2 separate regions of the Callithrix jacchus genome follow, and region 2 is linked to region 1. A link is a contact called in public Hi-C data. All regions are on one chromosome and are shown on one strand. Each heading gives the region's core, a stretch centred on a gene start, on an enhancer-like site or on the middle of the called end of the contact. The rest is flanking DNA. Distances are from core to core; before and after follow the strand shown.

Region 1 (7,775 bases), core at 3,357-5,856:
TTCCAGGAGACAGCTGGACAAAGCAACGCACTTCCTGTGTGACTAGCCCCTTCACTACTCCGCAAATCTCTGGCTCAGACTGGGCAGTGAGTTCATTTATTTCAACAAAACAAAAGAAGTGGCTTATGGTTTGTGGGAACCCAAACAACTCTAAAGGAATTTTCTTTCCCTTCATGACTCAGTCATGGGTTTGAAAACTAGGAGGGACCCTGGAGCCCAGAGGCCGTTGTTTCACACGTGTGGTAACTGAGGCCCAGAGAAGAAAAGCGGCCTGAAGTCACAAAGCATTTGGTAAAGGGGTGAGGGCCAGGAACAGGGTCACCAAACCGCCGGTCAAAGGGTTGGCGCTGCGCACGGAACTGCCTTCCTCCCTCACACGGGGCCTGCAAGGCCTAGGCCCGTCTGTCTGGGCTCTCCTAGAAAACCAGAGAAAGGAATGTCTCCTGTGACTGGCGCTGGGAAAACACTGTTAACGACCCGTCACTTCCTGCAGCATCTCAGAAACAGGGCAAGTTGCCATGGGGGACGGACTCCACAGCCCCTGCCACACCCACATTCCCCACAGGCTCCTCACCTCACTGACGTGCGAAACACCTGTTTGCATTCGGAATGATACTCGCCTGCCTCGTACAACCCAGACAGCTGCTGGCGGCCTTTTTATTTCCTTTATATTTTTATCTGCGATCCTTCCCCTATGGTTCTTCCCTTCACATTTCTAACCCAGTGCGGAAGCTCCCAGGACCTAGACCTAGGCAACTCCCCATTATCTAGTCTAAACTGGGGGGTGGGAACAGTATCTGGGTCTCCCTGTGCCCTCTGTACATCCTCCCTGCCCCGACTAGTCTACACCACTCATCCCCCAGCAGTCCAACCTGCTGGCCCTTGTGGGGTGGCCCTCTGATAGCGCCCTCCACCTCAGCCAAGGCTACCTCTCCTGCAGGCGCCCCCACACGGCATGTCCTCCCTGACCTCTCCCCACCCCACTGAATTCTGTCAATGCCGATGAGCACAGCTCATACCCCACCATCTTGGGATGAGCATTCTGTCCCTGCCTTGGCCTTCATCCTCCACTGCTCCTTAGAAATCAACTCTGGGCAGGGCACAGTGACTCCCACCTGTAATCCCAGCACTTTGGGAGGCCGAGGTGGGCGGATCACCTGAGGTCAGGAGTTTGAGACCAGCCTGGCCAACATGGCGAAACCCTATCTCTACTAAAAATACAAAAATTAGCGGAGAATGGTGGTGTATGCCTATAGTCCCAGCTACTCAGGAGGCCACGGCAGAAGAATCACTTGAACCCAGGAGGCGGAGGCTGCAGTGAGCCAAGGTCGTGCCACTGCACTTCAGCCTAAGCAACAGGGTGAGACTCCTTCTCAAAAAAAAAAAGAGGGAGAGAGAGAGAGAAAGAGAAAGAAATCTGGACTCTGTCACCATGTAAACCTGGATCCACATCCCAGCTGATTCTTCCTAGTTGTGTCACTTTGGGTAAGTAACCTCCCAAATTATCTCATCCTCACAGCGAGATGGATATTCTACATCTCAGTATCATGACAAGGATGAAATGAGCCAGCACGCATGCACAGCCAGGCATTTCATCAGTGGTAACGATGACCGTCATTGTTGGCACATGTTCCTCTTGCTGAGATCCAGGATCCAAGAGTGCACTAAATGAACATGACCCACATACCTCCTGTCCTCCAAAACTATGAAGTCCTAAAGTACCACAGCTCCCACAAGAAAAGTCACGAAACACTATGCTGTGCAACTCTAGGCAGATACACTTGAAACTAGGTTAAATAGATAATTTCATGAGAGAAAATAATTTACCAGAATTACCCTCACAAAAAGACAAACAAACACCAGACACAGGTAGTTTTACAGGCGAATTATACCAAATCTTAAACACCAAGACTACTACATAAATTTTTCCAGAGGATAAAATACATAGAAAATAACCAAATTTGGGCTGGGTGCGGTGGCTCACGCCTGTAATCCCAGCACTGTGGGAGGCTGAGTCGGGCAGATCATGAGGTCAAGAAATCGAGACCAGCCTGGCCAAGATGGTAAAACCCCATCTCTACTAAAAATGCAAAAATTAGCTGGGTGTGATGGTGAGCACCTGTAGTCTCAGCTACTTGGGAGGCTGAGGCAGGAGAATTGCTTGAACCGGGGAGGCAGAGGTTGCAGTGAGCCGAGATGGCTCCACTGCACTGCAGCCTGGCAAGAGAGCTAGCTAGATTCCATCTCAAAAAAAAAAAAAATAGAAAGAAAATAACCAAATTCTTCCCTTTTTTTGAAGCAAGTATAAACATGATGTCTGAACCTAATAGAGATAGCACAAAAAAGAAAACCAAAGACCACTTTTACTTATATCAGCACAAAAATCCTAAATAAAATATTAGCAAACAGAAGCCAACACTTAATTCCACATCATTACCAAATAAGATTCATTCTAGAAATGCAGAGGTGATTCAACATTAGAAAATCGAATAGGGCAGGTGCAGTGACTCACACCTGTAATCCCAGCACTCTGGAAGGCCTATGTGGGCAGATTGCTTTGAGACCAGCCTGGACAACATGGTGAACCCCCATCTCTACAAAAAATTAGCCAGATGTGAAGGCATGCACCGGTGGCCTCAGTCACTTAGGAGGCTGAGGGAAGAGGATCACCTGAGCCCAGGGAGGTCGAAGTTACAGCGAGCCGAGATCGCACCACCGCGCTCCAGCCTGGCAGCAGAGCAAGACTTCGTCTCAAAAAAAAAAAAAGTACTTCTACTTGCAGCTGATGTGAAAGTAACCTGGTAAAGCAGAAGATATGAATACCATAGCTTTATTTCAAACAATAAACAGCCAGAAGATAACATGGAAGGCCGGCACCCACTTATAAACCGTAAGAAAGTAAACTACTTCAAATAATTTAGCAAGAAATATGCAAAAGTCACATAAGGAAAACTTAAACTTGATGGAAAGATGAAGCAGTAAACTTGACCAAATGGAAAGATGTCCCCCTTGCCTTTGGACAGGACAAGTTAACACCAAAGATGTCAATTCTCCCTAAGTTAACAAATATATTTAAGGCAATAGCAATAAATATATTGAAATAGTTTGGATGTCCCCTCCAAATCTCATGTTGAGAGGTAATCCCCAGTGCTGGGAGTGGGGTCTGGTGGGAGGCGGATCCCTCATGGCTTGCCACTATCCTCGCAGTAGTGAGTGAGTTCCACTCCGGAGATCTGGTTGTTCCAGTATGGGGCACCTTCCCCACTCCCTCCCTTGCTCCTGCTCTGCCATGTGAGACGCCTGCTCCCCCTTTGCCTTTCACCACGACTGGAAGCTTCCTGAGGCCTTCCCAAAAGCTGCGGAAATGCCGGCACCCTACTTGTAAAGCCTGCAGCACTATGAGCCAATTAAACCTCTTTTCTTTAGAAATTACCCAAGCTCAGGTATTTCTTTATAGCAATGCAAGATAGTCTTAAGACATGTATCAATAAAGTTTGCTTTGTTTCTGGAACTAACTAAACACACTGATTCTAAACTTCATGTGGAAACATAAGACTGCGAAGATGTGTAACGACAACGAGGAGGTGAGAGCCAGCCCGGCCACCTGCTCACTAATAACATAAGGGCCTGTCGTGCAAACGACCTGATGCTAACATGTTTAATTCCCAGTCAGATCAACACGGCAGAGTGACAAGTCCAGTAACACACCCAAATACACACAGAAGTATAAGAACAATGATCATCCTGGTAACTGGAGCTGGGACAACTGCTATTTGGGAAACAGAAAAGGTGAAACTCAAGCCTGACCTTACGTGCCCCAGACACCCTCTAAAGACATGTGAGAGTCCAAATACAAAACACGCAACAACTCCAGTCCGGAAGAAGCAGACGAATCCCTTCATAACCTGGATGTGTACCAATTTTTCTAATTCTGACTCAAAATCAGATGTAAAAAGAAAAGATGGATCATGTGCCTACGTAAGGACGAGCTCCTAGAGAAAAACAGACACGGATTACGGGCTCCTGTCCCCACCCTGCCTCGCGCTGAACTCATCACACGGTGCATTCCCTCAAGTTCTCAGCCCGCCACACGCCTGTGCTTCATGCTGACTATCTCCAGAGAGGCGGGGTTGATGGTTAGACCTTTCTTCAACACAGAAAGGACACTGGAGAACTCTTTCACAAAAACCCCTCTCACTGCTCTTCCTGAGGACTGCCGCGCTAGATGTAAGGCTCCAATAAAGAAACGGGTCCCAAACCACGACCAACCTGCTTTTCAGAAAAATCACCCTGGTCCCTTACATTCTTTTCAGTGACTTCTCCGGATCCTGTATCAAAATCTTAACTAACCTAGACTCTGCTTATTTTCTTGATTGTCTCTTTCCACTCTGCTTACGTTTCCCACTTCAGCTCTTCCCAGCCCTTCAGTTTCCCACTAATATCATGCCTGCTTCTGCCTCAGGCCTCTGCACCAGCCGCAGCTCTCTGCCCGGTATGCTTAACCCTGTGTGTCCCTGCCTTGTCCCTCACAAATGTCACTACCACCCCCTCTTTCACCTGGCTGTCTCTCTCTGTGGCGCTGCTCAAGACTCAACCGCGTCACCCTCACGTCAGGCCTACCATCACTGCATCTCCTGCTACGCCGTGGTAACCGGCTGAGGTGTCTATCTCCTCCACTAGCCAGCAGCCAGTCTGGAGGCAGGGACCACTGTGTGGCTTCTCTCTGCCCGGATCGCCGAGCACACACCTGATGTGGAAACAAGGCCACGACAATCAGTGTGTGTTTGGTGAATTAGTAACTTTGATGTTTCCGGAGTTCCAGGATACACATTCCTGAGATCTGCTTTAAAGAGAAAACTGCAGAGAAAGACGCCATGGACCGTCCTCTCGTGATTAGTAACTGTGTCTTTTGTGATAGTCCTAGGACACAGAAAAAGTGGGAAAGACTCATTCTGACAAGTTCCTTTTCTGGAGCAGGTGGATCAGCCCTCTGTGTGGGAATACTCAGTGCTCCTGAGGGAGTCGGAGCTCATGTGCAGTGAAGCAAAGGCTCTGTGCTCGAGCAGGGCCCCTGCATACTTTCCCTTATAGGGTTACAATCCGACTCTCCATGCAGACTCTCCCCATTACTTCCACCGGCCTCCGCAGATCCTCTAAAAGGGCTGCTTCAAGGTGGATCTAAGAACTCTCAGGAGAAGCAGCACAGCCTGAGGCACTGTCTGGCTGGAAAGCTTCCCTCAGCTGGACTGCATCTGAAATTCCTTTTGATGACCATTATTTGAACAACTGGATGGCTCTGAATACAGGTCATTAAACTGCTTTGGTTCCCAGTTCCCTCATGTATAATGTGGGGATAATAACAGTTATGTGCCGACCCGCACTGCAGTGACGATCCAAGGACCGCTGTAAATGCAAACCTCTGACTCTGGGGACACTCAGCTAACATCAGTTTAACCTGCATCTAAAAAGGGAAAGCAAATAAAGTCTATTCATAACTCTCCGGTGTCTGAAGAGAACCATGACAATCACGGTGCAGTTTCAGCACTGACTCTGACAGCTGGATCTTTAAAAGGTTTATCAGCTGGGCACAATGGTTCATGCCTGTAACCCCAGCATTTTGAGAGGCCAAGGCAGGTGGATCACCTGAGGCAGGGAGTTCGAGACCAGCCTGGCCAACATGGTAAAATCCTGTCTCTACTAAAAATACAAAATTAGCAGGGCACGGTGGCACATGCCTGTAGTCCCAGCTACTCGGGAGGCTGAGGCAGGAGAATCGCTTGAACCCAGGTGGTGGAGGTTGTGGTAAGCTGAGATCCTGCTACTGTACTCCAGCCTGGGCAACAAGAGTGAAACTCCATCTCAAAAAAAAAAAAATTATCAATATCCCAAAGGAAAGTCTGTGTTTATAAAAGGGATATGTGTGCGTGTGTGTATATTCTGGGTCCTAAGAATGATCCTTTCTGAATTATAAGGATCTAGCAAGGAGTCTTCAAAAGAGCTGGTGTAATCTCCACAGAACACATTCCTTCAGAAAATTAGCATGACCCTTAAAAGTCAGATTCATTCACTGTTGGACAAGACAAAACATGATGGAAAATATCCTTCGATTGTTCTATAGAAAGCAAAAAATAGGACCTAGATCTGGGTATGGTTCTTGCTCATCAAAATAATATACAGAACCTGAAAATGGGTAACAGAAGCCAGACCTCCTGATGCCCAGGCTGGGAGAAGTTTACCAGCACAATCCGAGCTGGTGGCTAACACAAGCTTCAAATACAGTATTGAAAGCACAGTGTTTCCACTCCATTTACAGAAGGTCGACTCAGTTCAGGAGCAAGTTATTAAACATTTACGTTCACGACGTTAAACTCAGGCTAAAGACAAGTGAGATGGTATCCCTGACACCCAAGGGCTCACAACCAGGAACAGCAGACACACACACACCTGGACTCACAGAACCTCATTCTAGGGAAGGAAGAATCACAGAAGCTTTCCAGAAACAGCGGTGTCCACGGATCTCCAGTTCTGAGAGACCCTTCCAGAGGCAGCATTAAAGATGAACTGGCGGAGTGGGAGGCTGGAGCGGGAAGGGGCACACCAGTCAAGAGAAGGCAAAGAATGAGAGTAACAGGAGAATGGAAGGAGGAGATGCAAACGTACACTCTCTTTCTTGTCAGATATTTTGAACATTCACTAAAAACAGGAACAATGAAGTCACCGCACAAATATTTGGGTTTCTAAGCGTGGGGCATCCCATGACAAGCAAAGCAAAGGCGAGCCCGAGTGAGAGGCAAAGAGTGGCAAATGAATAAAAGCACGCAGAAGTGATGACGGGTGCCACAGGAAAATGCATCCAACCAACAATTTTATCTCAGATTTTCAGAATCTCCTGTTTTTTGCTCTTGCAAATCAATGAAGCTAAAAGAAATCAAACTCGGAACAAAGCCACCAACGTAACGTTAAAAAGTACTCAAAAGTAAAACCAACTGAATCAAAATTAGGATGATGATGGAACCATTTGCAGTGAGCATTTATGAGGCTTTAAATCATTTTGATATTACTATTTTAAGGATCGGTGCTGCCAGCACTGCAGACTTACTCAGAATATTCACATATGCATTCACTCTTACTGGGCAACACACGCTTTCAGCATGTCCTTATACACAAGGGAGGATTCTGTCTTTCTTCTGGTTCAGTACTATTATGCTATTATGTTTTTTTTAAAATTGCCGTGCTATTTGTTTTTATTTCATTAAAAACAACTTTTTTTTTTTTGAGATAGGACTCTTGCTCTGTCACCTGGGCTGGAGTGCAGTGGCACAATCACGGGTCACTGTAACCTCTGTCTCACAGGTTCAAGAGACACTCCTGCCTCAGCCTCCCGAGTAGCTGGGACTACAGGCTTGCGCCACCATGCCCAGCTAGGTTTTGTATTTTTGGTGGCGACAGGGTTTCACCATGTTGGCCAGGCTGGTCTCTAACTCCTAGCCTCAAAGTGCGGTGATTAAAGCATGGGCCACCACGCCCAGCCCCATAAAGAACAATTACTAATTTCAGGAACACTTTGTTTTGATACAAAAACTTGGATTTTCAAAAATGAAATTGCGACATTTTAGAAAAACAAGTTATTTAATATACAGAAAGGACTGACATTGTGATTCACCTAAATGCACCAAATCACAAGCTCTCTCAGCTGCTGTTCCTTCCCCAGCAGCTCTCTTAACTCCTTCTGCTATAAATACATTTCCGCCAGCTCTGAATGTGTGGCCAGGAGG
Region 2 (7,775 bases), core at 3,467-5,966, 91 kb after region 1:
ATGGATGCCGGCGCTTCTGGGATGCCGTGTGAGTGAGTTAGGCCCTGGCACCTCAGTCTGCTCATCTGTGTAATGGGGCCCCCTAGAACCCACACCCTGGAACTGCAGGGAGGAAGGTGTGCACACAGTTAACACTGGCCGTGGACCGTACCAGCGGTGCTGGCTGCACGTGTTATGTATAACCTCGGTCACCGCAAGCTCTGTGGACCTCTCTGCCAAGCAGGCACCTGCCTTCTAGCCTCTGCCTCAAAGGGTCTGTTCCCCTTACTCTCAGCAGGCTGTGAGAAACCCCTCATCCTTCAGAGCTGGCTCAGGGGTCCCCTCCCCTGAGGAGCCTTTCCAGGGAGCGCGGGGCTTTCCATCCAAGGCTGCTCCCCTTGCCTCGCCTGGGCCGGGTTGAGAGGAGGAAATGGAAGGAGGCTGAAGAAGGCCAGTGGTTAGGAGGCCAGGCTCTGCCCTGAACCCCCGTGTGTTGCTGTCTGAAGTGTGGCTTCAGTGCAGCTGTGGGGGAGCAGTTTTCTGCAGTTCTGCGACACGCTCCACCTGCTAACATATGCTGCCCCAGCCACCCACTCTTGGGCAGACACCGGGGGAATGGAAAACAGGGACTCAGACAGACGACGGTCACCCAAGTTCATGGCACTATTATTCAGAATCGCTGCGGCGTGACACAAGCCGGGTGCCCATCCTCGGACGAACAGATACACAGAATGTGGCACGTCCGAGTGACGGAACAGCCCTCGGCCTTCAAAGGCCGTCAAGTTCTGACACACGCCACAGCTGGACAAGCCTCAGACACACTGGCTCCGTGAAGGAAGCCAGACACCAGAGACCGCATGGTGCATGATTCCACCTGCAGGAAATGTCCTGATGAGCAAGTCCACGAAGGCGGAGCGTGGATCTGTGGTCGCCAGGGGCTGGGGGAGAGAGGAGGAGAGGCTGCCTCATGAGTATGGGGCTTCCTCCTGCTGTGATGAAGATGTTCCGGAGCTGCATGGAGGGGCTGGTTGCACGAGGTTGTGAACGGCACTGAATGGTACACTTTAAAACGGCTAAAATGGGCTGGGTGTGGCGGCTCACGCCTGTAATTTCTGCACTACGGGAGGCGCAGGTGTGTGGATCGCCTGAGGTCAGGAGTTCCAGACCAGCCTGGCCAACATGGCAAAACCTTGTCTCTACTAAAAATACAAAAATTAGCCAGACGTGGTGGTGTGCACCTGTAATCCCAGCTACTCAGGAGGCTGAGGCAGGTGAATTGCTTGAACCCTCCGGGAGGCGGAGGTTACAATGAACTGAGATTGCCTCACTGCACTCCAGCCTGAATGACAGAGTGAGACTCTGTCTCCAAAAAAAAAAAAAAAAAAAAATCAATAAAAATAAAATAAATAAAATAGGGCTGGGTGCGGTGCCTCACGCCTGTAATCCCAGCACTTTGGCAGCTGAGATGGGCGGATCACCTGAGATCAGGAGTTCAAGACCATCTTGACCAACATGGAGAAACCCTGTCTCTACTAAAAATACAAAACTAGCCAGGTGTGGTGGCGCCTGTAGTCCCACCTACTCCGGAGGCTGAGGCAGGAGAATCCCTTGTACCTGGGAGGCAGAGGCTGCAGTGAGCCAAGATCACGCCACTGCACTCCAGCCTGGGCAACAAGAGTGAGACTCCATCTCAAACATAAATAAATAAATAAAATAAAATGGTTAAAATGGTCAATTTGGATGGGTGTGGGGTCTCATACCTGTAATCCCAGCACTTTGGGAGCCCGAGGCGGGCAGATCACTTGAGCTCAGAAGTTTCAGATCAGCCTGGGCAACATGGCGAGACCCCATCTCTACAAAAATTACAGAAATCCGCTGGGTGTGCAGGCATGTGCCTGTAGTCCCAGCTACTGAGGAGGCTGAGGTAGGAGCATCATTTGAGTCCGGGGCAGGGGGGTCGAGGCTGCAGTGAGCTGTGATCCCACCTCTACACTCCAAACCTGGGTGACAGAGCAAGACCCTGTCTCAAAAAACAAACAGACAAACAAAAACCTCAAGTGCTATATTAGAATCACTGTGATTAGCAAAAGAGAAAATGGCACTGGGGACATCCGGTCACTGAGAGGTGTAAACCGTTGTCACTCGCACATTTCACAGCGATCACCCGATCCGTGTGGTGTGTTGGATTTTGGAGCTCTAGTTGTTAGGGTGATCTGGAGGCGGGACTCAGGAAATCCCCCTCCCCACCCACAGCACAGCCAGCAAGTCTGCCAGGAAGAGGCCCTCAGCTGCCTGCTGCTATCTCGAGTTTGCGAAGAGGAAAAGAGTCCTGATGCGTGCCAGAAGCTAACCACTTGCATGCTGTTAAGATCAGGGTTTCTCAGTGCTGAGAAATCGGTCAGCCAGTCCACAGAAACTTAGAACTGTCACCTCAGATGGTGTCTCTTAAGACATTCAAGACACTCAGTGTGTCATTTACCACAGTGGCCCTGGGCTGGGCGCGGTGGCTCATGCCTGTAATCCCAGCACTTTGGAGGCCGAGGAGGGTGGATCACTACGTCAGGAGTTCAAGATCAGCCTGGCCAAGATGGTGAAACTTCATCTCTACTAAACAATACAAAAATTAGCCAGGCATGGTGGCTGACACCTGTAATCCCACATATTCGGGAGGCTGAGGCAGGAGAATGCCTTGAACCCAGGAGGCGGAGGTTGCAGTGAGTGGAGTTCCTGTCGCTGCACTCCAGCCTGGGTTGACATGGCGAGACTCCATCTCAAAATGAATGAATGAATGAATGAATGAATGAATAAATGAAAGACAGCAGCCCTGCACTTTTAGGTACCAAATCACCATCTTCCCAGTTACAGTGGAACGATCAAGGCAAATGAGATGAAAGGAAAGAAAAAGGAAAAGCATTTCTAGCTTTATCCCACAAACACTGACTGAGCTGCAGCGACACGCCAGACCTTGTTCCAGACGTGGAAAGCCAGAGAGACACAAGGCCCCTGGGGGGTTGGCTGGGGAGGTGAACTGACACGTAGGCATGCAAGGGATCGGAGGCTGACGGAGGCTGACGTGGAAGGGAGAGGAGAGTTCAAGTCCAGTGCTTGCGCCTGGGGCAGGCCTCCCTGCTGCCACATTCCTGCTTCCTGCTGGAGGGGCACAAAGGTGCTAGTGGGCAGCGGGGAGGCGTCAAGGGGGTGGTGTGGCAGTGCCCAGTGGCCCCTGCCATCTGCAATCGCGTATTTAAAGGGAGAAGACTGGTGAGCGAGTGGTCCCTCGGGTTTAGCTGGAGGAGAGAGGAGGGAGGAGGAAGGAGGGAGCTGGCAGGGGGTGGTGGGTGGGGCAGTTGTGCCCCACATGCTGGGAAGGAGAGAAGGGCAGGTGTGGGGATGACACCGTGGGCTCCAGACTGTGGGAGCCTCTGGTGAGGGTGATTGGAGGAAGACTTGGAGCTGGCGGGCAAGCAGGAAGGCTGGCAGGGTGCCGGGAGGTGGGTGTGGGAAGCAGAGGTACTCCGAGGGATGACTGTGGGGGGCGGTGGAGGGGTGGTGTGGCTGAGGTGGTGGAGAGAGCATCTGGGTGGCTTCTGAAGTTGCTGTGAATGGTTACCTCCTCTGGGAGCATGGTAGTGGGACCCGGACACTGTATCACCCGGACACATGCAGCCAGGTTTGGCAGAGCACAGGAACAGGGAGGGGCCGGGGGTGTCCTGAGCATGGGGGCTGGGCCGGGCCACTCGTATGTGGCCTACAGGGCCCAGGACTTGGGGCCAAGGGTCTAGGAGACTGGCAGGGACCCCTCAGGCTCCAGTCCTGTTTTCTGTCTGCAGGGTGAGAAGAGAACTTGGTTGCCTGAGTACCCAGAAGGCTGGGTGAGGGTCACATGAGGGGCCATCCCCAGTAGGGGGGTCTGTTCATGACTCTGGACTCCAGCTGTGGGATCCTGAGTGTCAGCCCTTACCTGGCTGTCTCTACTGCCTCCTGGGTGAGAAGGGCTCCAAGGCCCCACCCCAGCTAGCTGTAGAACCGGCATTCAATCTCACTCAGCGCAGAGGCAGGCAGGACGGGTGAGGCCCAGCTGACCCCAGAGGCCAAGCCAGCTTTCTGGCCTCAAGCCCACTCCTCTGGCCCCTGGTTCCTGAAGGCTCTGCAGGAGTGCGCCTCACCCCCAGGGCCTCTGCAGGCCAAGCCCAGCTGTTCCTGAGCTGGAAGGAAAACAGCCCGGGGTGGTGTCTTTGCAGAGGGTGGGGTGGCCTCACTGATGAGGTACACTGGTTTCTCCAGGGTGCATCCTGCAGGGAGGCGTTTCTGCAGCATGGGAGGGGGTCTGCTTCAGGAAGCACAGGCTCAGAGAGGTTGTGTGACTTGCCCAAGGTCACACAGCCAGGAAGTGGCAGAGCCGGGCCTGAGAGCCAGGCTAGGTGGCTTTGACCTTTCCTCTACCCTTACTTCCTGTCTCCCACTGGGACCTCCATGGCCATCTCAGGTTAGCTGTGAAGCCTCAGGGACCTGTGCCACCTCCGTTCCAGCAGGGACAGGTTGCCCCAGCCTGCCCCCAACCTCCAGCCCTGGCTCCCTCAACCCGACCAAGCTCAGAGGCGCCCCTGGGAGGGGCCTCTCTGACACTTCCTTCCTCCAGACACCCCGCCAGTCACAGCCACCCACTCCCCTGTACCAGCACAGGGCTGGCTGACTGGGCGGGCCTCAGGTCCTAGCCCTGCTCAGCCAGGGCCCCCAGGGCCAGCAAGGGGCCGCTTTTCTCCCAAGGCCGGGTGGTACTTCCCACCAGCTCATGCTGCCTTGGCCGGCACAAGGAGGCTGTGCATACAGGGTGAGTCTCTCGGAAGCCAGGCCCAGGCCCCGAAGCTCCAGCCCTCCCAGCAGGAGGTCCCTGCATGACCGACAGTGATATCACTGTCACAATGATGGTGGCCACTGCCCATCCAGGCGAGCTCTCCCTTCGCACCCTGCGACCTCTCCTGCAGCCTATGGGGCAGAGAGGGGATAGAAGCTTAGGGGAGCAATGCTGTGGCTGTCAGTGGCCCCAGGGCCACTCTCCTCCACTCCTCTGCTCCTCAGTATGCAGTGGAACCCCAGGGGAAGTACCACAGAGTGTTCCTCCTCCCACTTCACCAGTAGCTCTTCCTCATCCTACTGGTCCTGACACAGGCATCTCCTCCTCCTGGAGGCCCTCCTGGATTGTGCCGACCAAGCAGGCCCTGGAGCCATGCTGTGTCCCTCAAGACTGAGTCAGTGCTGACCATCTCTGGCTGTCAGCTCTGTGAGGGTGGGCACCGGCCTGTCTGCTCACAGCACTGTCCCATCCTCGCCAAGGGACAGGATGTCTTTTCTATTTGCGTCTGTGAATCTAAATCTGGACTCCTCTCTGCAGCGCTGTCCCCAGACACCTCTGGCTTCCACGGCCTGTGCTGCTCTCTGCTGCGGTGCCACGGGGCTCCCCAGCCACTGTCCTGGTCTTGGAGGCCCCTGCATCGGGCCTCTGCCCACCACTCTCCTGACTCCCGACGCTTTCTCCCTGCCACACAGTTCTGCTTCTGTTTCTCTTCCTGGTCTTGGCCAGGGAGGGCTTCAACTAGGGGATCCCGGTGCAAACCCATCTCTCAGACACGCGCATGTGGCTCCAAACCTCCTACTGTCACCCTCCGCCTACCAGGCCACACCCTCATCAGAGCAGTTGGATGAGTTTAAACAAAGGGGATATTCTTTAAGTGCAGGGTATTATTTTTCAGGCACATTCCAACAATGTGGGCTCTTACTGCTTGAGCAAACTTGAGTATGCATTTAGCCACAGGGCCTGGAAGAGGACAGTTCAGAACTCCAGCAAAGAGCTGCTCCGTGTGTGTGTGTGTGTGTGTGTGTGTGTGTGTGTGTGTGTGTCTTGTGTGTGACTGTGTTGTGTCTGTGTGTCGTGTGCGTTGTGTGTGTATGTGTGTTGTGTGTGAGTAAGGTGGGGGATGGCAGGTAGGAAATGAATTACAGGAAGAACTAAGTACATGTGCAAAGGGCCTGGGGCAGAAGGGAGCCTTGGCTGTAAGAGGAAGCATACGAAAGCTCAGGTTGGCCGGGCGCAGTGGCTCACACCTGTAGTCCCAGCACTTTGGGAGTCTGAGGTGGGTGGATCACCTGAGGTCAGGAGTCTGACCGGCCTGGGCAACATGGAGAAACCCCTTCTCTACTAAAAATACAAAAATTAGCTGGGCGTGGTGGTGCATGCCTGTAGTCCCAGCTACCTGGGAGGCTGAGGGAGGAGAATCACTTGAATGCAGGCGACAGAGGTTGCAGTGAGCTGAGGGTGCACCACTGCACTCCAGCCTGGGTGACAGAGTGAGACTATGTTTCAGAAAAAAAGCTGAGGTGTCTGGACCTGAGCCAGGGAAGGTGAGGACAGGCGAGGCCCTGCAGGGGCTGAACCGTGTTAGGCAGTTTGGTTTTCAGCCTAAGAACAATGGCATTTGTGACTACATGTGCAATTTAAGACAACTCCTGTGGCTACAGCGCTGTTTTCCTGCTCTGCCCTGCCCTGCCAATCAAGCAGAAAGGTCTCAGAGTGTGACTCCGTGAGTCAGCAACTGGGAGGGCCTCAGGCCAGACAAGAAGTCCCTTTCCCACCCATTCCCCTTGTGTTCTGAGATGGCTGAATTGTGTGTTCAACGTGGCTGGGCTGTGGTGCCCAGGTGCTTGGTCACGCGCTGGCCTAGCTGCAAACGTGTGCTGTGGCTGCGGCCCACACCAACAGTCAGCTGACGGGGGGAAAGGAGATCGCCCTCAAGATGCAGCAGCCTCATGTCATCTGTCGACGTCCTGAAGAGTAAACACTGAGGTTTCCCAGAGAAGAAACCCTGCCTGGAATATCACCTCCTGCCTGAGTTCCCAGCTTGCTGGCCTGTCCTACACATTGCAGAACTGCCAGCCTGCACAATTGTGTGGGCCAAGTTCTTAAATTTCTTAGTACATGGCTATCTATCTATCCATCCATCCATCCATCCATCCATCCACCCACCCATTCATTCACCCATGCACCTATGTACCCATCCATCCATCCACTCATGCATCCATCCATCCATCCATCCATCCATCCATCCATCCATCCATCCACCCACCCATCCATCCATTCACCCACTCACCCATCCATGTACCCAACCATCCAACTACCCACCCATTTATCTATCCACCCATCTATTCATCTGCCCACCCACCCATCCACTTATCCTTCTATCTATCCATTTATCCATCTATCTGTCCATCCTTGCATCCATCCATCCGCCCACCATCCATTCACCTAATGGTTCTGTTTCTCTGGAAAACCCTGGTTGATACACTTTCCTATCTAAGGAGCAAAATGCCTGTCTCTACTGGGAAGTTGGGGGCAAGTAAGAGGAGTTAGAAATTCATTTTCAGGCTGGGCACAGTGGCTCATAACTGAAATTTCAGCACTTTGGGAGGCTGAGATGGGAGGATCACATGAGCCCAGGAATTTGAGACCAGCCAGGGCAAAATGGTAAGACCCTGTCTCTACAAAAAGAAAAAAATTAGCTGGATGTGGTGGCACATGCCTGTGGTCCCAGCTACTCAGGAGACTGAGGTGGGAGGATCACTTGAGCTCAGGAGGTTGAGGCTGGGGTGAGTTGTGATTGTGCCACTGCACTCCAGCCCAGGTGACAGAGACCCTGTCTGAAAAAAAAAAATTCATTTTCAACACTGTAATTAGCTCAGAAGACAGCATATTGCAGTGGCTCTCAGCAACACCTTGGCTTGAATCTCAGCTCTGCCTCTTA

What was found. A called contact is a pair of places that touch in the nucleus more often than the background predicts.
Region 2: a contact with region 1 is called in a Hi-C map of skeletal muscle, with 2.2 times the contacts expected there. The contact joins two enhancer-like sites. A contact is called at or near these places in 2 of 3 Hi-C or Micro-C datasets (both in skeletal muscle).

The regions. Positions count from the first base shown.
Region 1 is chr3:188,127,250-188,135,024 of calJac240_pri, forward strand. All of the region lies in intron 2 of AFAP1 (actin filament associated protein 1), which reads right to left. Among named protein-coding and RNA genes, the nearest start is that of AFAP1, 53 kb to the right of the region's middle. Within about 2 kb of position 4,607, at least 2 of the 16 cell types and tissues checked have an H3K27ac peak or open chromatin away from gene starts, as enhancers often do. A contact at or near this core is called in skeletal muscle, where this site is marked.
Region 2 is chr3:188,218,050-188,225,824 of calJac240_pri, forward strand. All of the region lies in intron 17 of ABLIM2 (actin binding LIM protein family member 2), which reads right to left. Among named protein-coding and RNA genes, the nearest start is that of AFAP1, 37 kb to the left of the region's middle. Within about 2 kb of position 4,717, at least 4 of the 16 cell types and tissues checked have an H3K27ac peak or open chromatin away from gene starts, as enhancers often do. A contact at or near this core is called in skeletal muscle, where this site is marked.